Regions from separate parts of the Mus musculus genome. Here regions 2, 3, 4, 5, 6 and 7 are each linked to region 1. Evidence: chromatin contacts called from public HiChIP or PLAC-seq and promoter capture Hi-C data. All regions are on one chromosome and are shown on one strand. Each heading gives the region's core, a stretch centred on a gene start, on an enhancer-like site or on the middle of the called end of the contact. The rest is flanking DNA. Distances are from core to core; before and after follow the strand shown.

Evidence for each region. Promoter capture Hi-C pulls out the DNA fragments that hold promoters and counts their contacts. HiChIP or PLAC-seq counts read pairs in DNA pulled down with a chosen protein or histone mark.
Region 2: a contact with region 1 is called in a promoter capture Hi-C map of liver, with 8 times the contacts expected there. The contact joins the promoter of Ccr7 here to the promoter of Hap1 in region 1. A contact is called at or near these places in 4 of 39 promoter capture datasets (cranial neural crest, embryonic stem cells, liver and 1 more), 1 of 484 Hi-C or Micro-C datasets (embryonic stem cells), 2 of 115 datasets of contacts at active chromatin or transcription factors (bone marrow-derived dendritic cells and neural tube) and 1 of 9 other capture datasets (adipose tissue).
Region 3: a contact with region 1 is called in an H3K27ac HiChIP or PLAC-seq map of embryonic stem cells, with 5 times the contacts expected there. The contact joins the promoter of Top2a here to the promoter of Hap1 in region 1. A contact is called at or near these places in 3 of 39 promoter capture datasets (embryonic stem cells, hippocampal neurons and liver) and 3 of 115 datasets of contacts at active chromatin or transcription factors (all in embryonic stem cells).
Region 4: an H3K27ac HiChIP or PLAC-seq map of large pre-B cells shows a contact between it and region 1, with 5 times the contacts expected there. The contact joins the promoter of Cdc6 here to the promoter of Hap1 in region 1. A contact is called at or near these places in 1 of 39 promoter capture datasets (hippocampal neurons) and 3 of 115 datasets of contacts at active chromatin or transcription factors (embryonic stem cells, forebrain and large pre-B cells).
Region 5: a contact with region 1 is called in an H3K27ac HiChIP or PLAC-seq map of microglia, with 8 times the contacts expected there. The contact joins the promoter of Igfbp4 here to the promoter of Hap1 in region 1. A contact is called at or near these places in 3 of 39 promoter capture datasets (cranial neural crest, embryonic stem cells and hippocampal neurons), 3 of 115 datasets of contacts at active chromatin or transcription factors (embryonic forebrain, embryonic hindbrain and microglia) and 1 of 9 other capture datasets (embryonic stem cells).
Region 6: a promoter capture Hi-C map of liver shows a contact between it and region 1, with 5 times the contacts expected there. The contact joins the promoter of Csf3 here to the promoter of Hap1 in region 1. A contact is called at or near these places in 3 of 39 promoter capture datasets (hippocampal neurons, liver and pre-B cells).
Region 7: a promoter capture Hi-C map of liver shows a contact between it and region 1, with 9 times the contacts expected there. The contact joins the promoter of Gjd3 here to the promoter of Hap1 in region 1. A contact is called at or near these places in 3 of 39 promoter capture datasets (cranial neural crest, hippocampal neurons and liver) and 3 of 115 datasets of contacts at active chromatin or transcription factors (embryonic forebrain, embryonic hindbrain and embryonic stem cells).

The regions. Positions count from the first base shown.
Region 1 is chr11:100,354,839-100,357,542 of GRCm38.p6, reverse strand. Hap1 (huntingtin-associated protein 1) reads left to right here and starts at 1,402. Exons shown (of 13, transcript NM_177981.2): 1 at 1,402-1,853. The coding sequence starts at 1,466.
Region 2 is chr11:99,153,739-99,156,438 of GRCm38.p6, reverse strand. It overlaps Ccr7 (chemokine (C-C motif) receptor 7), which reads left to right and starts at 1,362. Exons shown (of 3, transcript NM_007719.2): 1 at 1,362-1,450. The coding sequence starts at 1,441.
Region 3 is chr11:99,022,771-99,025,754 of GRCm38.p6, reverse strand. It overlaps Top2a (topoisomerase (DNA) II alpha), which reads left to right and starts at 1,566. Exons shown (of 36, transcript NM_011623.2): 1 at 1,566-1,709; 2 at 2,763-2,915. The coding sequence starts at 1,689.
Region 4 is chr11:98,906,316-98,909,102 of GRCm38.p6, reverse strand. Cdc6 (cell division cycle 6) reads right to left here and starts at 1,302. Exons shown (of 12, transcript NM_001025779.2): 1 at 1,122-1,302; 2 at 273-466. The coding sequence starts at 453. RefSeq lists an enhancer at 2,462-2,787.
Region 5 is chr11:99,039,614-99,042,566 of GRCm38.p6, reverse strand. It overlaps Igfbp4 (insulin-like growth factor binding protein 4), which reads right to left and starts at 1,323. Exons shown (of 4, transcript NM_010517.4): 1 at 722-1,323. The coding sequence starts at 1,070.
Region 6 is chr11:98,700,034-98,703,012 of GRCm38.p6, reverse strand. Csf3 (colony stimulating factor 3 (granulocyte)) reads right to left here and starts at 1,700. Exons shown (of 5, transcript NM_009971.1): 1 at 1,594-1,700; 2 at 1,337-1,509; 3 at 880-987; 4 at 487-633; 5 at 1-211. The coding sequence starts at 1,633. The coding sequence ends at 53. It overlaps Gm38985 (a long non-coding RNA gene), which reads left to right and starts at 1,503. Exons shown (of 3, transcript XR_001780319.2): 1 at 1,503-1,576; 2 at 1,915-2,600.
Region 7 is chr11:98,981,686-98,984,385 of GRCm38.p6, reverse strand. It overlaps Gjd3 (gap junction protein, delta 3), which reads left to right and starts at 1,366. Exons shown (of 1, transcript NM_178596.3): 1 at 1,366-2,700. The coding sequence starts at 1,370. The coding sequence ends at 2,206.

The DNA.
Region 1 (2,704 bases), core at 153-2,652:
AAGCAAGCAAAACACTCATATGCACAAATAAAACTGTATGTCTGTGTGTGTGTATACATACATACATACATACATACATGTGTGTGCGCATGTGTAAACTGTCTCGGTCTGCGTGTAAACATAAAGGCTTGTGTTTGGATCCCTAGCATCCACATGAAGGTCTGGTATGGTGGCACCTGTCTGTAAACCCCGGGGCTGAGGGGTAGGGTGGAGTTAAGTGGATGTCTTGGGGAATCGCTGGCCAGACAGTCTAGTCAAAGTGCTGAACTCCAGATTCAGTGAGGAACCTTGTCTCAAAAAATAAGGTGGCAAGGGACGGACAACAACTGATGTTGACATGGACACCTTCATACACCAGATATAAAAAATAAATAAATAAATATTTTAAAAAACGTAAAGTCAATAGCCTTGTCCACTGGAGGATGGTGGAGAATGGAGAACATCAAGAACGATTTTGAGACTTGAGTCCATGAGTCATCCATCTCCCTTTAGCCTGTCTCCCAGTCTAAAAGCACAGAAATGGCTACTGCCCTCCCTAGCTCCCACCCCTTAAACCAGTTCATTCAGGACTGAGAGCCAGCTTCCAAAGTAGCCATTTTTCTGGGGAGCATACGTCCGTCCATGAGCTGAAGAGCACGGGTAAAGTCGTGGAGACCGACATCGATCAGTTCAGACCCTGGGATAACGGATGTTTTGGTGTGTGTGTGTGTGTGTGTGTGTGTGTGTGTGTGTGTGTGTACACGGGGATCTTGAAGAGTCGTCACAGCGAAACATTTAAGCAGGATCCCCTCCGAAGATGTTCTTTTTGGAATGTTTGAAGAACAGAACAGGTGCTTGCTTGGACTGTAGGGCTTGAGAATTAGGGTTGGAAATAAAGAACGAGTGAACGCACTAAGATGGAAGACGTCCAGGGGCGAGCGCGAGAGTGAGAGGGACCTGTGGATGACACGCAACACGTTGAAAGCCATACCGGAGTTTGGATTTCTCGCTTAGTCTACCTGGGAAGGCACAGGCGTACTGCCTCGATTCTCAGGTCACCTCGGTCTGTACACAATGTTGGGTAGGGCAACACAGAAAGCCCCTGGAAGCTGGGGTGGCGGGAGCGCGCGCGGGGGGCTGAAGGGGGGGTTGTTTCTAGGCAGAAGCTACGGGTCCCTCTACTCAAGTCCAGGGAAGCGGCGGCTTTGGACAGAACCATTCTCAGAAGATGGAAGGGAAGAGAAATCCATCACCGTGGACTCGACCCCACGGAATAAGCTAGGCACTAGTTCATCTCTTTCTTTCTTCTTCTTTTATTTACTTCCTATCTCGTCACCACTGGCTGCTTTCTTGCAGGATCCTGAGTCCTCGGCACCACTAACTGATCAACGGTCACCCCTAGCGCCACGCGTGGTACAGCCCAGTGGAGCCCGCTCCGAGCACAGGTTATAAAGCCCCGGCTGCGGCAGCGGACTGCGGAGTCAAGATGCGCCCGAAAGAGCAGGTGCAGAGCGGTGCGGGAGACGGGACAGGGTCGGGGGACCCAGCAGCAGGCACCCCCACGACCCAGCCTGCAGTTGGTCCCGCTCCGGAGCCCTCGGCGGAGCCCAAACCTGCTCCAGCGCAGGGAACCGGGTCCGGACAAAAATCAGGATCCCGAACCAAGACAGGAAGCTTTTGTCGGTCCATGATCATTGGTGATTCGGACGCACCATGGACCCGCTACGTATTCCAGGGGCCTTACGGTCCCCGGGCCACTGGCCTGGGCACTGGAAAGGCCGAGGGAATCTGGAAGACACCAGCCGCGTACATCGGCCGGAGGCCCGGCGTGTCCGGCCCTGAGCGTGCGGCGTTTATTCGAGAGCTGCAGGAAGGTAAACTGAGTCTCGGGGATCCCGCATTGGGCACTATTTGGGCATCTCCAGGTAGGAGGGGGTGCACCGACTCAGGCGCCCCGCCCCCTTGTGGCTCTTAGTTCCACCTTTCCACCACCCCCGCGAGACCACAGTCTGCGGTGCCGGTTTGGTTTCTCTTTCCCCATCTCCCCCCCCCCCTTTTCCGGTTTCCCGATTATTGTGGGTGCGTCAGGTCCAGAGCTCTCTCGCGCTCTCCGCCCGCCTCTTCGCGCCTGTTGCTGTGGCAGATCTGCGCACTCTCAGTGCCCCCTCCCCGTCTACCGCAGTGCCAGCAGAGGGGCGGGGGCTGCGGGTGCGCTTTGAGCCTGCGCTAGCCCGCAGGAACCAGCCTGCGTGGGTGGGTAGAGGTGTGTGTGTAGGGGAGCCTTTGACCACTACTTGTCCTCAGGGGGTCTGGGTCGTACTTTTCCGAAGCTGGAATGAAGAGGGAGGAGTGGGCGGGGCACTGGGCTTCTGTCCCTCCTCTTCTGGGCGGGGGCAATTTTAGGCTCAGGTGCCCGCTTCTGGGTGCTGAAGAAGTCTACTTGGCCCTCCTGTGACAAGCAACAGGTTTAGGATGGGTGACTGCATTTGTTTTTATGATCGAGGAGACTCCAGTGATGGCTAAGATGCCGATTGGGGGTGGGCATGATGAGCCCAGTATTTTCCCTGACTTCTTATCTCGAGGGGCCCAGAGACCCAGGGGTCTTGAGAGTCCAGTTCCTGAGCCCAGAGGATGGTTTTGCCTTTACAGCATCCAGGCCCCTCCTGAGAAAGCAGGAGTGGGGAGATCCGGAGCTGTGGAGAGGGTGTTAGGGCCAGATGGAGTG
Region 2 (2,700 bases), core at 113-2,612, 1.2 Mb after region 1:
GGCTAGAGATAAAAAAATTTACAGGTGTCTCTCCTGGAAATGGAACATTTAGATATTTGCTCTAGAACTCAATGGCCACCCACAGTCCCCACATGATCTCTATGCTTGTTTTAAACCCACTCCTTGGACTGGGGAGGTGGCTTAGTAGCTAACAGAGAATTGCCCCACAAACACGAGGAACTGAGTCCAAATCCCAGAACCCTCATAAGCAGCTTGGCAGTAGCATGAGCATTCGTCATCCTAGCAGTCCCCCAAGGAGATGGGAAGCAGAGACAAGAGACCACGCACCCAGAAGGCCAGCTCACCTTAGTATAGAATGGGGCACTCAATAAAGACGTGATACCTGCAACAGAATGGAAGTAGGCTGACACCTGACATTGTCTCTGATCTTCACACGTGCAATGGCATAAAATCCCCACATTCACGCATACGATCGCACACATACACGTGTGTACACACACCATACACACCACACAGGCACAACAATTAAAAATGCCAATAAATATATCAATCAGTTTCCCTGTGGGGGAAAATGGGTGTGGTCACAAAGAATAAAAAAAGTAAAATAAAAATAGGCCAGGCATGGTGGCATATGTCTTTAATACCAGCACTCGGGAGGCAGATGCAGGTAGATCTCCATGGGTTCGAGGCTAGCTAGGTCCACAGAACAAGTTCTAGGACAATCATGGCACTGACAAAAATAAAATAAAATAAAATAAAATAAAATAAAATAAAATAAATAAATAAATAAATAAATAAATAAATAAAATCTCTTCTTGGGGAACCAGTTTGGATAATGACTTAGACTTGATGTCCTCTCGGTTAGTAGAGAAAGCCGAGGGGCTCCAGGCACCCTCATATCTAGCATCTAGGTCCTGTGATGTTTAGCTTAAGTACTAAAAATAAACACTCAAACTTTCACTTCGTGGTTGTGTCACTGAAGCCTTGCTGGCCGGACCGTTCAACAGACCTCACCCTGGCTGCGCAGGTGTATGTCGGGGCTGCCTGGCGGCTGCTGGGACAATAGCCACTGATCAAGTTCATACTGAAAGGGAGACTTTTATTCAAAACCAAGAGAAGGATGCAAGTACACCTCTGACTCCCGAGCCTCAGCCTATCTCACCCCACAGCAGCCACCCAGGCGTGCTTGGCACTCACAGATGTAAGCAGCTCCTCCCTGAGTCTCTACAAGGCACTACTACCAGGGGCTTTCTGAAGGCAAACGACTCAGTGATTCAGGATCCTATGACAGCCGAATGTGGTTATCACATACCTTGTGGCCCAGGAAGACTCTGAGGGGTGGGACAGGAGTGGGAGGGGCTCTGGAACAACTTAAAAGGGGCTCTTACCACTTCCTCCCTGCCAGAGAGGGCTAGCTGGAGAGAGACAAGAACCAAAAGCACAGCCTTCCTGTGTGATTTCTACAGCCCCCAGAGCACCATGGACCCAGGTAAGTAAGCTTTCTCTTAAGAGAAGTCAAAACTTCTGACACAAAGCCAGACTCTAGGGCAATGAACATGCATGGGGGATAGGGGTCATGGGGGGGGGGGGGAGTTTCCAGAGCAATCAGGGCAGTTGGTGTGAACTGGTGGCTGCTTTCAGAGAATGCCATCCCGTTGGATGAGGCATTGGAGAGAGGATGTACCTGCTCTTTCAGACCCAGGGGAAGGAACAGCTGTGGATGCCAAGACAGACACAGGCATAAAGTTGGGTCCTCTCAAGCAGCAGGCAATGAACAGCCTGGTAGACTGACCTTGATGCCTGGATAGAACACGTTCTCAGCTGGTAGGGATGGGTGATGTTCTCTGGCACCTCTGGGGACTAAGAAAATTCTCTTTAGAGAGTTCAGGACACCCTGCTCCCACTCTGGGTCCCTCCTTTCTGTCCTGTTAAACCAGGATTTGAATCTCCTTGCTCACGAGAAGAGTGAAACTGATGGAAACTGTGCTGTGCATAGTGCAATACAAATACTAGCTGCCACCTCTGCCTCTTGTTGTCTCTGCCTGTCATCTGTCTGTCTGTCTCTGTCTGTCTTCCTCCCTCCCTTCCTCCCTCCTACACATCCCAGGTTTTGTGCCTCTTGCAGGTTAAAGGGTGAATGACTAACATAAAATTGAGTGGCCCAGGGGGCACTCCACGTAGAGAAACTGTAGCCAGCACAGCACAGCCCCTAAAACAAAGCCCACACACCACAGCCCTCTCTATAACAAGCTATTCTACCAGGCAAGCCTCAGTGTCTACTATAGCAAAGTGCCAAGGGGAGTCCAGCTCCAGACACCCCAGTTACACATCTTAAATCTCGGCTGCAGAGTCAGACTCGGCTGGGGCTGGAGGGGCCAAGTTCCTAGAGTTCCGCTCACCAGCCTCAAAGCCACAAGGGGTTGACTTTAAAAAGTGAAGGTTCCCTGGTGCTGTCCTCACACCCCCTCCAAGCCACACCACAGCCAGCAGCATCTTTATCTGTCTCTCCTGCCCAGCGTGCATTGCACCCTAGATCTAGATCCAGCTGTGGAAGGTATATAGTGGGGTCCACCTCTGCTGGCTATGAACTCATGGGAAGCAGGATTTTGTTCTTACACCTCTGCCTCTCAGATGTTTTGGGTGTAAGTAAAAAGTGTTGATGGGAGGGAGGGAGAGAGGGATGGAGGAATGGATGGATGGATGGATGGATGGATGGATGGATGGATGGATGGATGTGTG
Region 3 (2,984 bases), core at 317-2,816, 1.3 Mb after region 1:
TTCTGAGTTCGAGGCCAGCCTGGTCTACAAAGTGAGTTCCAGGACTGCCAGGACTACACAGAGGAACCCTGTCTCGAAACAACCTGCCCCCTCCCCCCCCCCAAAAAAAAAAACACCAAAAAAAAGGTCTTAATTGCTGAGTCCCTAGTGGCCCTAAGCATTGAAGTCACCCTCCTTTATTAACACACAGGACAAGGCTAAAAACACTGAAGACAGGATCAGAACAAGGTTAAAACTCTACTCCTTTGGTTTTCCCACCAGCCAGGCCACATTTCTTCATTGGCCTTCTCTTTCACTTTGCCAGCAGGGTTGTTGTTGGACACGTGAAGTTATTTAATAATGGTTGATCTTGGGCGCCTTTTGGAAAGGAAAAATGTTTAAATTTAAGAAATTCCTTGCTGATAATAGCGATTTTTTTGAGGGTGGTGGTGGGGTTAGAGAAAGGGTTTCTCTGTGTAGCCCTGGCTGCTCTGGAACCTGCTCTGTAGACCAGGCTGGCCATAAACTCCAAGATCCACCTGCTTCTGCCTCCCAAGTGCTGGGATTAAAGGGGTGGTGTCGTCACACATAACCAGTTTATATCTACCATTTTTACTTTTAGCACAGGAAATTGAAGCTTCCTCCATCGAGAACCCACCAAGCCCCCACCTCTTATGTCAAATTGAACGGTGCTCTAGACTGCATTATGCATAGAGGGCAAATATAAAGAGCTCTTGTAGATTCCCTCAGCAGCTGACTGAGGGAGAAGTTCCCGTCTCATGAGGGCCTCTCAGCTCCACTGAAGAAGCATGAATGAATCTTTGTATCAGGGGTGATCCACAGGGAGTGTTAGTGCTGCTCGCGATTTTGCTGGCATCTCTATACTCTTCGTGTGTGGCAGCCTAAGACCGCAAGCAGAAGAACTTGCCAGAACTTTGCCAGCATTAACTCAGCGCTTCTCAACTTCCTAAGGTTGCGACCCTTCAACATAGCGTCTCATGTTGTGATGCCCTGCTACCATAATTATTCCATTGCTACTTCATAACTGTAATTTTTTTGCTGCTGTTATGAGTTGTAAGGTAAACTATCTGATATGCGACCCCCAAGAGTCACGACCCACAGGCTGAGAACCGCTGCCTTGGCCAGCCTTGAGGGAGGGATGGCGTTGTTTCCTCGGTCAGGAAAAAAAAAGGAAAACTCATCGCAGGATTAAGACTCTGTAATCTCAACAGATCTGAAATAAAGAATGAGCATCCGTTTTCTAGTTATATTCAGAAGGACGGCTTAGTCAACCACTTTGCACTTCCAAAATGCCTTCCCTCTCTTCAGAGTGTCTCTCAGAGCACATGGACCTTCCTCATTGGTCAGATTTTCTGTCAGTACCACCAACAATTGCTATTGGTCCATTTTGAAGATTCTCCCGCCTTCTTTTACCTAATTGGTTTATTCGAAAAGGCGGTCTTTTGTTCGAATAAAAGACGATCTACGATTGGTTACTGCAAACAGAGCCAATGAGAGCGAGTCGGTGATTGGTTCCTCTGATTTGGGCGGGCTAGATAAAGGTTCAAATGAAACTAGGGAAGCTCTCCTAACCGACAAGCGTCTGTGAGGGGAGCGTCCAGGTCCCGCGTCGCGCGTCGCGGGTCGCCTAGCGTTTCCCGCTGGTTTTGTCGCTTTCCGGATTCTCGAGCCTCTTCAGGACCGTCACCATGGAGTTGTCACCGCTGCAGGTACAGCTCGCGGATGGGGCCGGGTAGTAGAGCCTTTACGTGGCCTCTGCGTTCATGGCTGACGGCGAGAGTTGAGGTTCCAGGGCCGAGCGCTGGCCGGCGACCGGCTGGATCCGGTCAGCCCCATCTTCTGGGCCTTGAGGGGTCGTGGACTGGGTGAAGCTCTTTCCGAAATGATATCTATAATCTAATCTGGGTTCTTGAGTGTTGTGTTTTTATTGTTTGTGGGAGCAGGTTCAACTAGTCCTGCGATCGGTCTGTAGTCTAATGGCTTCTGTGTGACTTCCAGCCGGCTTATACTCGAATTCAGTGGCCCTCTTCCCTTCCCTGGGTGATTTGAATAACTCATCACGGAAGGTGCAGAGCATGGCAGTTCCCATTGAGGAGCTGGCCGACCGAGTGGCTCAAAAAAAGTCCAGTTTCGGGATGTGAATGTAGCCAAGGGTTTGCATTGCTAGCATCCCAACTGCTACGGGTGGATACCATCTGTAATCGGCACGAGCCTATGTCGGCACTCACTAAATATTTTCCCATTAGATGGAAGAAGTTGAGTGTAGTTTATCGATGACATAAAAAATATTACTCAAGGCAGAAATGTCCATACTTGCAGAACTAAAATACCTATTTAAACGGGCATCTGTAGCCAGACCTAGTGGGGCAGGCCTGAAATGGCAGCTGCTCCAGAGACTGAGGCAAGAGGATGCCTTAAGCTATTTAATGGGACTCTCAAAAACAGCAACAGGGGGTGAAAAAAATGGTCTGGGAATTTTGCTCAGTGGTCAGAGCATTTGCCTAGCATGTGCATGCAAGGGGGGGTGGGGGGACCTTGGGTTCCATCCCCAGCATCACGAATACTCAAACCACAGAACCTAATCACAAGGATTTTAATTGACTTGTTCGTTCAAAACTATGTAAACTCTACCAGTACCTACAAGCAGGGGATAGATGGTGATAGAGTGTATGGACTTTATCATTGTTGCAGATATTTTGTTGACCACTTCTGATAAACTTGTGGCTAAAATTAAGTTTATTTTTAATTCCCCTAATGGCTAGCCTGTAAATGAAAATATGCTAATGAACAAAAAGAAGAATGAAGATGGCAAGAAAAGATTGTCTATTGAAAGAATCTATCAGAAAAAAACACAACTGGAACATATACTGCTCCGCCCAGATACCTACATTGGCTCTGTGGAGTTAGTGACCCAGGTAAAACCAAACTAGCAAAGTGCGCTTGCTTTATTGTCATGGCATACTTTGTCAGGATTTTTTTTTTTT
Region 4 (2,787 bases), core at 53-2,552, 1.4 Mb after region 1:
TTCCTCTTAATTTCACAAGCACGCAGGCGAGTTCCATAACACTATAACTTCAAGGGAAATGTAAAGGACAGAACTAAGGAAATGAAGATCAAACCTAGGTTCCTTAGCAAATGATCTCTAGTGTACGGCTCAACCGTGAAATTCGGTACACACTTGGCAGCCATTATGAAGGCAAATACAGCTCTGGTTTTAAGAGCCAGGCACCTCAGCATCAAGGCAGGAAAGGCTGAGAGCTCAGTCACAAAGTCGCACTCACAAAGCGGAGGGCTTACCCAGACGTTTTCGGGGACTGAGAGGCAGAAGTTTTACGTCCACACACGGAGTGGTGGGTACAGGCTGGACGTTTCTAAGTTTTACTTCACAATCCCGGGAATTGGGTTTCTTCAGGGTATTAGATAGCTTCTTTTTCGGAAAACCGATGGTAGCTTGTGTCTGGGATCTGGTTTGAGGCATGATGGCCACACAACTGGATACAAAGGAAAATCAGGAGAGCAAAGAGAAAAACACACAGAGCAATATAAATAATTATATTGGGGACCAGCACTCCATAAATCACGTTAACATAGCATTTTTAACATTTAGTTGTGCTTCCCATGCAAATCTATGTAATAAAGGGTAACGTCTGTCTGCCTAGTACGTGTAACATTCCGTTATACACATATTACACACTACAGTCTTACCATACGTCAAATGTAGACACTATTAGCCCTCTCTTAAAGAGATAGTCACAGAAACACACGGCTATCACCCTGGGCACCCTGGGACCAGAAGCCAAGTTCTTACACTTGTATGATGCCAGAAGTCTGTCTCCATTTATTTCTATAATACTTTAGCTCCTTCCCTGCAGACATGTGAGACGTCTTTAGCACTGGTTTGGTTCCAGACCGTCACCTTTAGGCTCTCCCAAGTCCTGGGCAAGGGCAGCTGCGTCCTCTGCTCAAAACTAGCCAGCACTCCACCAAACTCCCGACCCCACCCTACACCGTTTCCTCCCAGCAGCTCTCTCCTTCCCAACGCGGCGTGCTCGAACCGCTTCTAGAGCTCACAACCCCCTCCCTGACCCAGCCTCAGACCCCAGGCGATTTCCCGCTCTCCACCGGCCTTGCTCGGACCAGCCTCACCTCTCTGGACACCAGACCTCGCGGAGCTTTGCACTCTTCAGGGCCGTGTCGCTCAGTGCACACTCCTCGCGTCTCGATCACCACCGTAAAAACTCTCCCGCCACAAATTCTACAGCAGCTGCAAAGTCAACTCGCGCCAAAGCCGCTCTACTTCAGCCTTCTCGTCTCCCGCCAAAGTCCAGCCAGGCTTCTGATTAGTTGTCACTCATCACCACGCCTTCGCCGGTGACGGCCGGCAGCCAATAGGACAGCCCCAGGTCTCAGCGACCACCACGAAGTCACACCCACTCGCCCGGGAGGGCGTTAACTTTTGAGACCTCGGAGGAAAGGCGCGCGTTTACGAGCGCGTCACGCCGTAAAGCCTGGCGGGAAGTGTAGTTTTTTTTTTTTTTTTTTTTTTTTTGCCTCTACGCACATCTACTTCCGTATTTTTATTTCTACTTTGTCCTCCACCCAGCCTCCCCACCGTTGCCTAACGTCCTCATTCTACTGGGCTACCTTTGCTCATCTTATCTGCCAAACATCCCTATTTTCATTATTCTGGTGGGCTAGATTTTAAGAGGGCTACAAGGCCTACTTTTTGGGGGGCGGTCCTGTATGGCATGAAGCAAATGAATGTATAAGGTCACAGAATTTTCTGTGGGGAGGAGCTGATAACTCGAACCAGGGTATTTTTTTGGGGGGCGGGGGGGCAAGTTCTAGACCTATCTAAGCAAACTGACATCATCTCACTATTTGTTGACTTGCGCTTGCTCAGTGAGAAACAAGTGCAACACCAAACGTATAATTTCAAGGTCATACATTCCAAGTGCTGCCTTAACATCCATCTAGCTACACATCATAGGGAGTAAAATTATGTCTCTTTAATTTGAAAATCTCTTATGGCCAAGCACTAGGGTCTGGGACCCAAGGAAAAGAGTTATCGGCAAGGCAAGCTGAGCATTTAATGAAAAATGTAACTAGAGCAGCCATTTGCAGGCAGGTCAGGCTCCAAGGTTACTCGGGTTCTTCTAAAGACCAGAGCCCAATTCTAGGTAATGGTAAAGTCTATGGGATTTTGTTCTTGGTTTGTTTTGTTTTGGTTGTTATTGTTTTCTGAGACTTTTTATTTGTAGCTCTGGCTGTCTTGGAACTACGTAGACTAGGCTGGCCTTAAACTCAAGAGATCTGTCTGGGTCTGCCTCCCAAGTGCTGAGATTAAAGGTGTGCGCCACCACACCTGGCTATAGGATATATCTTTTATTGTCTGATACCAAATAAAACAGACACAAAGCTACAAGTAGGAGCACAACAGCACAATCGCCAGTTACCTCTCATTTCAAATAGCTGGGAAGAGCCAACGTAAGTGTGTGGGTCTGAGCTCGTTATTTTACCTCTATCACCTTAATTAGTCTTTATAAGCACCCGAGGAAGGTTTTTGGTTTTGTTTGGTTTGTTTATTTTTCGAGACAGGGTTTCTCTATAGCCCTGGCTGTCCTGGAACTCACTTTGTAGACCAGGCTGGCCTTGAACTCAGAAATCCCAAGTGCTGGGATTAAAGGCGTGTGCCATCACCGCCCGGCTCCCTAGGAAGTTTTTATAACTAATTGTAAGAGCTGATATTTGCATTTTAAATAGTCTGACAGAAAACTAAACTCTTGACTACCTAATTATGGAGGATTAAAGA
Region 5 (2,953 bases), core at 74-2,573, 1.3 Mb after region 1:
ATGTCCCACTTCACCCCAGGGTGATGAGTGAAAGGCCCAGCCCCTGGCTCCTCACACCTCTCACCTGAGACTGGGTGTGTGGATCAGGCTCTGGATCAGGAACAGAAAGGAACCGTCCCAACACACACACACACACACACACACACACACACACACACACTGCCTCCCGCTCGAATACACATACCATCCTTATCACACAAACGTGCACAAGCACACCATCCTTATCACCCCCACAGACACTTGCACACACGTATGCACATGCGCATGTACACACACACCATCCTTATCACCCCCCACAGACACATGCACACACGTATGCACATGTGCATGTACACACACACACACACACACACACACACACACACGCACGCACACCTTATCATCGCAGTCATCTAACTCTAGATGACAAATGTAACTGAATCAGGTCATTTAACTTACCTCAGGAGCCAGGCTTACCACTGAGGCCAAGGCCCCTCTTCCCAAAGAAGTACTTAGGAGGTTTGAGATGAAGAGGTGGGGTAGGTTTCCCTCGACCAGTGGCAACTGGTGCTGGGATTAAATGCCAGCATTCTTGGCTGTTTCTAAGCTCTGCCACGTACCTCCCTTCTCCTCAACTCACAGGGGGCATTGACGGGCCTTCCAGGCCAGCCAGAATGGGAACTAAGTTGCAGGGAGGAGGGTGTTTGGGAAATGTGGCCGAGGGAAGGTAGGTGTACCTTACCAGAGGTCTGCAGGCTTTCCTGGATGGCTTCGATTTCCGACAGCTCCGTGCACACGCCTTGCCCGTGCATCAATGTACGCAGGGGCTTCTCCACCCCCCGGGGAGGGTAGCAGCGCATGCCTGAGCCACAGCGTGGGGTGTACACCCCGCAGGGCATCCCCAAGCCCAGGGCGCAAGTGGCGCAACAACCGCAGCCTGGCTCCCGCACCAACTCCTCGCAACCCACGGGGGGGCGGCAGCGCGCCAGCTTCTCCTCGGAGCAAGGGGGGCAGTGGATGGCTTCGTCGCCCAGGCTCGGCCGAGGCCCTGCGGCCAGCAGCAGGGCGGCCACGAGGCCGAAGGGCAGCATGGCGAGGACGAGGGTGGGGCGCAGGAGGGGAGCGCGGGCTCGCGAGCGGGCTGCAAGGGACCCGGAGGCAGCGCCCAGAGAGCTTAGAGAACCAGACCCGGAGGGCGCAGGGACACGGGGCGACCCCGGCAGGCAGAGACGGAGCCGGGGAAGTTAGCAAGCACGCTGGAGCAGAGCGAGCCTGGCCACCGAGGCGCTGCGCTGCATCCTCGGCCGGCCCAGCAGGCGGCGGGGGGCAGGGGGCTGAGCGGCTGCCCGGGACCGGCTCCCGGGACTTTATACCGGCCCCCTGGCCACACCCCCAGCGCCGTCCCCGAGGTGGGAGAGCAGGGGAGGGCGAGGGGGAACTGGAGCAATGGAGCGGGAGAAGAGGCCGTTAGGGGGGAGGGGGCGCTGGCCTGAGTCGCCGCCACCGCTACAACATCTGAAAGTCCTTTGCCCCGCCGAAGAAAGCGACGCAGTTTGGAAGCGGTGGCCTGCGCGCGGAGAGCCTCTGAGCTGGACCCTGAAGAGGAAGCAGGGCGAGGGGAAACGAAGGGGATGTTGCTTTGCCCCCCTCCCTCGACCTCGAAGGAGTCCTTCCCAGACACCTAGGAGATCCTCCTGCTGCCACAGAAAACCTGACCTCATAGCGGATTCAAGATTCTCTTGTTCAGTTCCCATCCCTGGCCAGAGTCCTCCGGTCACCCCCACCCACCCCCCGGGTATGTCCAGTCAACCTCTAGAGACCGCGCTAAAGTGGGACAAGGCGACTAAGCACTCTGTAAAGGGTCCAGGAGAGTTCTGGCCTCAAGGTGCTAATAGGCAGTCTTCTCACTTGCCCCTGAACCCCTGTCGCTTGACCCCCGCCCCTGGTTCCATTTGGGCCTTGCTGCACTCTGCTTCCAGAACTCCAGAACAAAGTGCCAAGCCTCTTCCTCCTTCCTAGATGTTGTTCCCTCTACCGCCCTGCTTAGATTCTGGAAGGAGACTGCCATTGGCTTTGTACAAGATGTGAGTCGAACAACTCCAGGGGGCTCCACTTCATGTACTCATTGTGTGTTTGCATAGTTACTGCAACAGTTTCCCAGTAGATGGCAGTCAAAGATTTCCAGAAAGAGAAGCGGCCTTTTAATTTTCCCGACGCCACTTTGCCCCTGGGTGATAAAGGGATTATTGATAAATATATCCCTTCCCCTCGCAGCAATTCTGTTGGAAACGGGAATTGATCTAGAGTCGCGTTTGGAGGAGAGACCCACCTCCTACCACCTTCTTTTTCATTTCTCCCTACGCCTCCTCATCCTCCCCAACCAAGGAGTTCGCTTCTTGTGTCTGTCCAGGCACAGTCGGAGGACCGAAGGATTTTGCGGGTGGATGGGGTCCGGAAGGGTTGGGCTAAACATCCAAGGAGCAACCAACCTAAAGATTTCCTAGACCTCTTCCGGTTCTTTGTCCCAGAGTCGGGGTCTTTCAGCCTCGGAGGAATTAGGCCACCTCCCACTTTCTGCACCGCAGACTGTTGGCGCGGTTGGAGGGAGAAAGGCACCAAGACCCGGACCTGGAAGACTGATCAAAAAGTTGCGAACTGACGGCACCTACTGGCAACCTCTAAGACTGCAGGAGGGTTGAAGTGATAGGATTCCTTCCCTCAGTCCCATCGCAAGGATAAAGTTGGGTCTCTCCTGTCTCATCTGCCATAGAGAAAAGTGAACAGAACGGGTTCTTGAAGCTCCTGGGGGAAGACAGCGGGTTTTTTGTTTTTGCTTCTGTTTTGTTTTGTTTTTGATTCGGAAGCCAGTCCCTGCCCCCATCCTCGTCCTTAAACCCAGTCAGCCTTATACTTAATGCACCAAGTTGAAGTTGGTGTCTAGCTAAAAGGAAGCCTATGCCACTTCTTGGAGCTC
Region 6 (2,979 bases), core at 451-2,950, 1.7 Mb after region 1:
AAATATTAAATAGAGATAAATAAACTATCTGGAAAGGGCTTTCTGCTCAGGTCTAGGCCAAGTGGTGCAGAGCAAGGCGAGCCGTCTCCAGGAAGCCCTGCAGGTACGAAATGGCCAGGACACCTCCTGCCCGGCGCTGGAAGGCAGAAGTGAAGGCTGGCATGGCGCTCTGTGTGGGCTGCACAGTAGGGGCCACCCCTAGGTTTTCCATCTGTGGGGAGGAGATGAAGTCAGGGATCAGTCCTTCCTTGAGGTGAGGAAGTGCTGGGAAGTTGGTTAAGTTGGCCTGTGGGGCTCATTAAACGTTAACGGTAGGACCAAGACTCCAACCCAGTCTGTCTCTGGACAGAGTCTGTCTGTCTCTCAGCCTGGAGGAAGCGGGGTAGGGGGCGAGGGGTGTCTTCCCAAAAAACAGGCCTCTGAAAATATAGAGAGCTTCCAGGGTGCCCAGGTGTGCTGCCATGACCCCCTCCAGATGGTACTCACCTGCTGCCAGATGGTGGTGGCAAAGTTGGCAACATCCAGCTGAAGCAAGTCCAAGGTGGGGGCCAGGGCAGGGGAAATACCCGATAGAGCCTGCAGGAGACCTTGGTAGAGGCAGAGCCCACTGTGGAGCTGGCTTAGGCACTGTGTCTGGGGAAGATAGCAGGGTTAGGCAGTACATCTTGGGATGCTTGCTCTCTTCAGGAGCCCAAATAGTAGGATGTAGTCCTTCCTTCTCCCCCTCCTCCTCCTTCTTCCCCTCCTTCTCCTCCCCCTCCTCCCCCTCTTCTTCCTCCTCCCCCTCCTCCTCCCCCTTCTCCCCCTCCTCTCCCTCTTTCTCCTCCTCCCCCTCCTCCCCCTTCTCCTCCTGGTCCTCCTTTTTCCGAAAATACTCACCTGCTGCAGGGCCTGGCTAGAGCAGCCACTCAGGGAAGCCTTCGGGATCCCCAGAGAGTGGCCCAGCAACACCAGCTCCTCGGGGTGACACAGCTTGTAGGTGGCACACTGTAGATGGAAGGATACTGAGGGTGCTCACCTGGGCCAGGCTCTTTGTCCAGCTCAGGTCCTCCTGGCTTCTCAGCTCCCTACCTTCCTAGTGACCCTAAGGACTGTCCCATCCAGAGGTCCCACTGCTGTCTCTACTCATTCTCTTTCCTGTGCCCTTCTCCCCCCATGTTCCCTTCCTCAATGTTTCTGTCAGTATTCTGAGGGTGCCATCTAGGCTCTTGTGCACACTGGGCAAACACTGTCAACTGCTGTGTGTTCCTAGTCTGCCCTCTTCTCATTTGTGCTCCTGCCTCCCCCGCTACCCCCCCCAAGTCCTTCCCTCCACACCTATGGCAACCCCACTCACCAACTGCTCCAGCAGCACCGAGCCGCTGGCCTGGATCTTCCTCACTTGCTCCAGGGACTTAAGCAGGAAGCTTCGGGGCAGAGGCAGGGATGGTGGCAGAGCGCTGACAGTGACCAGGGGAACGGCCTCTCGTCCTGACCATAGTGCACTTTGCCACAGCAGCAGCTGCAGGGCTAGGAGCAAACAGACGGGTCTGAGGCACTTGTTATCCGGCCTCTCTCCATTCCACACCCAGGGCAGGTAACCAGGGCACTCACCCATTAGCTTCATGCGCCTCTGGGCAGAAAGTTGAGCCATGGATTCTGGGTGATCTGGGCTGCAGCTCTGGGCTCTGCCAGGGCCCAGCTCCAGGGGGCCTTTATACATAAAGCCATCAAGGCCCCGGGAGGAAATTACCTGGGGCTGGGGCAACTCAGGCTTAGTAATAACTTCCCAGGATTTATGCAAATTTGATGATAGCTCAGGACAATGCAGGGGGTTGGGGAAAAGCTGTTTGCGAAAGTTTTTGTGAAATCGGGGAATCTCTGTTCCTTCCTTGACGTCTTGTCCCCCCCTCAAACTCTCTTCCTCTCTTCCAGCCACACCCAGGCCTGAATCGCTGCAGGGTGTTGGATCTGGATCCGAGTTGTCCAACAAGGCTGGTGAAACCCTGGAGGGGATAGCAAGGAACTCAGACCCTGGGGAAGAATGGGTGCTCAGATCAAGACTGCTTCTGTCTCTCCATCCTCTGGCAGACGTGCTTGGGGAGCCCCCTCTGCCCTTCATTTGTGATTCTCAAGTCACCTATACCTGGGACAAACATCCCGAGAGAAGAAAGAACCTGTCCTCTTTTCAGACCCATAAGCTTCCTGGTGGCTGCCTCCTGCTTTTCTGGGAGCCCTCCACAGCACCCTAGGTAGGGTCTTGCTGTCTACGCCTGCCCCACATTTGGATAAAAATAAATTGGTCCAGCATTCAGGCCGTTCTGTCCCAGGCTGATTAGCTGGGAACTCCCCAATACCCCCCATTATGACTCATTTCTTTAAGCCCCTGGATCCTGGCAGAGAGGCCAGAGGAAACCGGATGTCTGTCTTGAATGAATCAAGACCCTCTGGGGCTCCTGGCTCACCTGACCTTGCCTTTCTGCTTCCCTTGGCACATTACCTCGATGTCGTGGAGTCTGGGGCATCTGGAGGGCGTCGGAGGCTGGGTCATGGAGTGTCCCGACGATCTCTGCTCATTATGTAGCAGTGGTGTGAGCTGGCTTGAGTCGATGCATGCTGAGGTGAGAAAGGAGGAGCTGCATCTCCCATCCTAGAACTCTGCCCAGTGTTAGCTCTGAAAGAGACCTTGGTGATTTCACCTCTGTGAACTGGGCCAGAAAGGGAAATGCCTTGCCCAATCATGGGTAGTAGGGATGGAGGGACATCCCAGTCGCTCTCAGTCCCAACAGGGTATTACTACCTAAAAAGGAGGACGGCATTCCTTGTCTGACTGATGGCATCTCGATCTGGTACTTTCTGAACTATTTCACCCCCACCAAGGTGGGGCCAAGGAATATAGACATTTTTTGATGTTGAGGCATACCTGATGGGGTGGGGCCAACTCTGGGGCTAGGGTGCCCTCTGGTGGCCACAGATGTCATGGACATTAACTACATAGCC
Region 7 (2,700 bases), core at 117-2,616, 1.4 Mb after region 1:
CTGGCCTATACGGTAAGGTCCTGGCCAGCTTGAACTACACAGCGAGACTCTGTCTCGGAACAAAGTAAGAATCTTAGAGTTTAGCTGGCTCAGGTGACAGACCAAGAGATCTTAGCCCAAGTGACCTACATGGCTCATCCAAGGTCCAATAGTGGCAGAACCAAAAGCCCCCCCCCCCCAAAGCCATATTTGTTGTCCCCTAAAAGCCGAAGTTATCTCCCTCTGGCCCACAAGACCCTTCAAAAATGGGGTCAGTTGGTTGTGGTGGACCTAGTCTTCAGTTTGAGGAGTCTGCCAGGAGATAGGGTTCCCATGATTGATCTCTCTGGCTCCCTCAATTAAAAAAAAAAATGTAGCTCTAGTTAGCCTCCGTCCATCGCCAGATGGAGACATGGCTATGGGATGGGCATGGGGGGTAAGGGATGGAAAGAGAAGGCAGGAAGGACCCAACAAGGGGTGTGGCCCTGGATCTATTTCCAGGGTGGAGCCGGACCACAGGTCACCCTGTCCCTTTAAGAGAAGGGGGAGAGCTAGCCCCTCTCAGCCATACTTGTCCTATCATCCATCCCGGCCAAAGCCAAAAAGGAAAATGAAAGAGGGACCCAGAGGGACAGGTCCCAGCTGTCTCTCAAGGTCCTCCGCTCAGCTCTAAGGCCCAGGTCCCGGGGTAAGTGGGGTTGGGGACATCTAGAGGCCACTAAGGGTCTACAGGGACGGGACGTGGTGTATTCTGTGTGTCTGGGGAGGCTTACAAGAGATGCTTGATAATTGCTATCAGAGAGGAGTCGAGGGGGCTGTGCCCGGTCTCCTTGGCTGAGGTTGGTGAGGAAGGGAAGATTGAGGGCGGGCGAGAGATCCTAAGTTGGAAAAACAGGCTTCTGTGTCAGCTTCCAACCCCAAAAGGCGTTCCCTGCTGCGAGGTGAGAGAGAAAGGAGACAGTGGGGGCTCACCCGGCCTGGCCCTCCCCTTGCTCCCAGGGGTCTCAAACAGAAGGAACGTAGAATTCTAGACTCCAGTAGCCGCTCTTGCTCCTGGCACAAAAAGCCAGGCCAGCAAGGTTGGCCCTGAAGAAGAACCTAGAATCTGGGGAACCTTAGGGTCTCCCTAGCCAAGCAGGCCCAGGCCAGGTGTGCGGGGAAATCCCTCCTCAGCACCCCTCTATGCCCATATGAAGGAATCCCATAGCTGAGGATGGACTATCCTCACACTCTGACATTAACTCATTAAACCCCAGAAAATATTCTTTCCCTGGCGCCCTCCGAGATTGTTGAGGGACGGGGGTGGGGGTGGGGGTGGGGGGTGGCGGGGGACAGGGGGTATTCAGCCCGCCCCAGCCTGTGACTACCCCCTTTCCTCGTCCCCAGCGTCATGGGGGAGTGGGCGTTCCTAGGCTCCCTGCTGGACGCGGTGCAGCTACAGTCGCCGCTCGTGGGTCGTCTCTGGCTGGTGATCATGCTGATCTTCCGCATCCTGGTGCTGGCCACGGTGGGAGGTGCGGTGTTCGAGGACGAGCAGGAGGAGTTCGTGTGTAACACGTTGCAGCCCGGCTGTCGCCAGACCTGCTACGATCGCGCCTTCCCGGTGTCCCACTACCGCTTCTGGCTCTTCCACATCCTGCTGCTGTCGGCGCCGCCGGTGCTGTTCGTCATCTACTCCATGCACCAGGCCAGCAAGGAGGCGGGTGGTGCGCAGCTGGCCCCGCCGTGCGCGCGCGGGCGTGCCGAGGCGCCGTGCTCCCCGTGCGCCCTGCGCGCTCGCCGCGCGCGCCGCTGCTACCTGCTGAGCGTGGCTCTGCGCCTGCTCGCCGAGCTGGCTTTCCTGGGCGGCCAGGCGCTGCTCTACGGCTTCCGCGTGGACCCGCACTACGCGTGCGCCGGGCCACCTTGTCCGCACACGGTCGACTGTTTCGTGAGCCGGCCCACCGAGAAGACCGTCTTCGTGGTCTTCTACTTCGCCGTCGGGCTGCTGTCGGCGCTGCTCAGCGTGGCGGAGCTGGGTCACCTGCTCTGGAAGGGTCGCCAGCGCGCCAAGCTGCTCCCGCCGCCGCCGCCGTCGCCCTCTTTGCCATCGCAGCGCGGGGACCCCGACCCTTTCGGCCCGCCAGCCTACGCGCACCGCTCACCGGCAGGCGACAGCGAGGGCGAAGGCGGCAGCGGCCACAGCAAAGCGTCGCTGGCTACCGTGCGCCAGGACCTGGCCATCTAGCGGCGAGATCGGAGGCTGGATATCAGCACCCGGGTCCTTGGAGGCAGAAGGCTTTGCTTCTGAAAGACTGCGTAGGACCCTGCCTGAGCAGAAGATGAGCAGAGGGGACCGCCAGGGTTCGGGTGGGGGAGGTGTCGCACTTCCTAGTGCTGGTTACGGCAGCCGTGTTAAATCAGGGAGGCTCCTCGGTGCTGTGATCCCTGCGGAAAGGGAGGACGCCAAGGGCTCCCCTGAGAGGCGGCAAACCGGCCGTGGGTGACCTGATTGTTGCACCGGGGACAAAAATCAACAGTGATGGCAACATTCCCAGGTTCCCTGCTAATTCAGAGAAGAGTGGTTTTCCGTGAGCGCTCTGCACACACTCTCTCTGGACACACTCAGATGGGTTGGCTGCTCAAGCATAGTAAACCTCTATGAGCTGTGTGTATTTGCATGTGTATGCTTGTGAGGGTCCGCACATGCGTGTGTCCACACGTATACATCTCCCAAGTGAC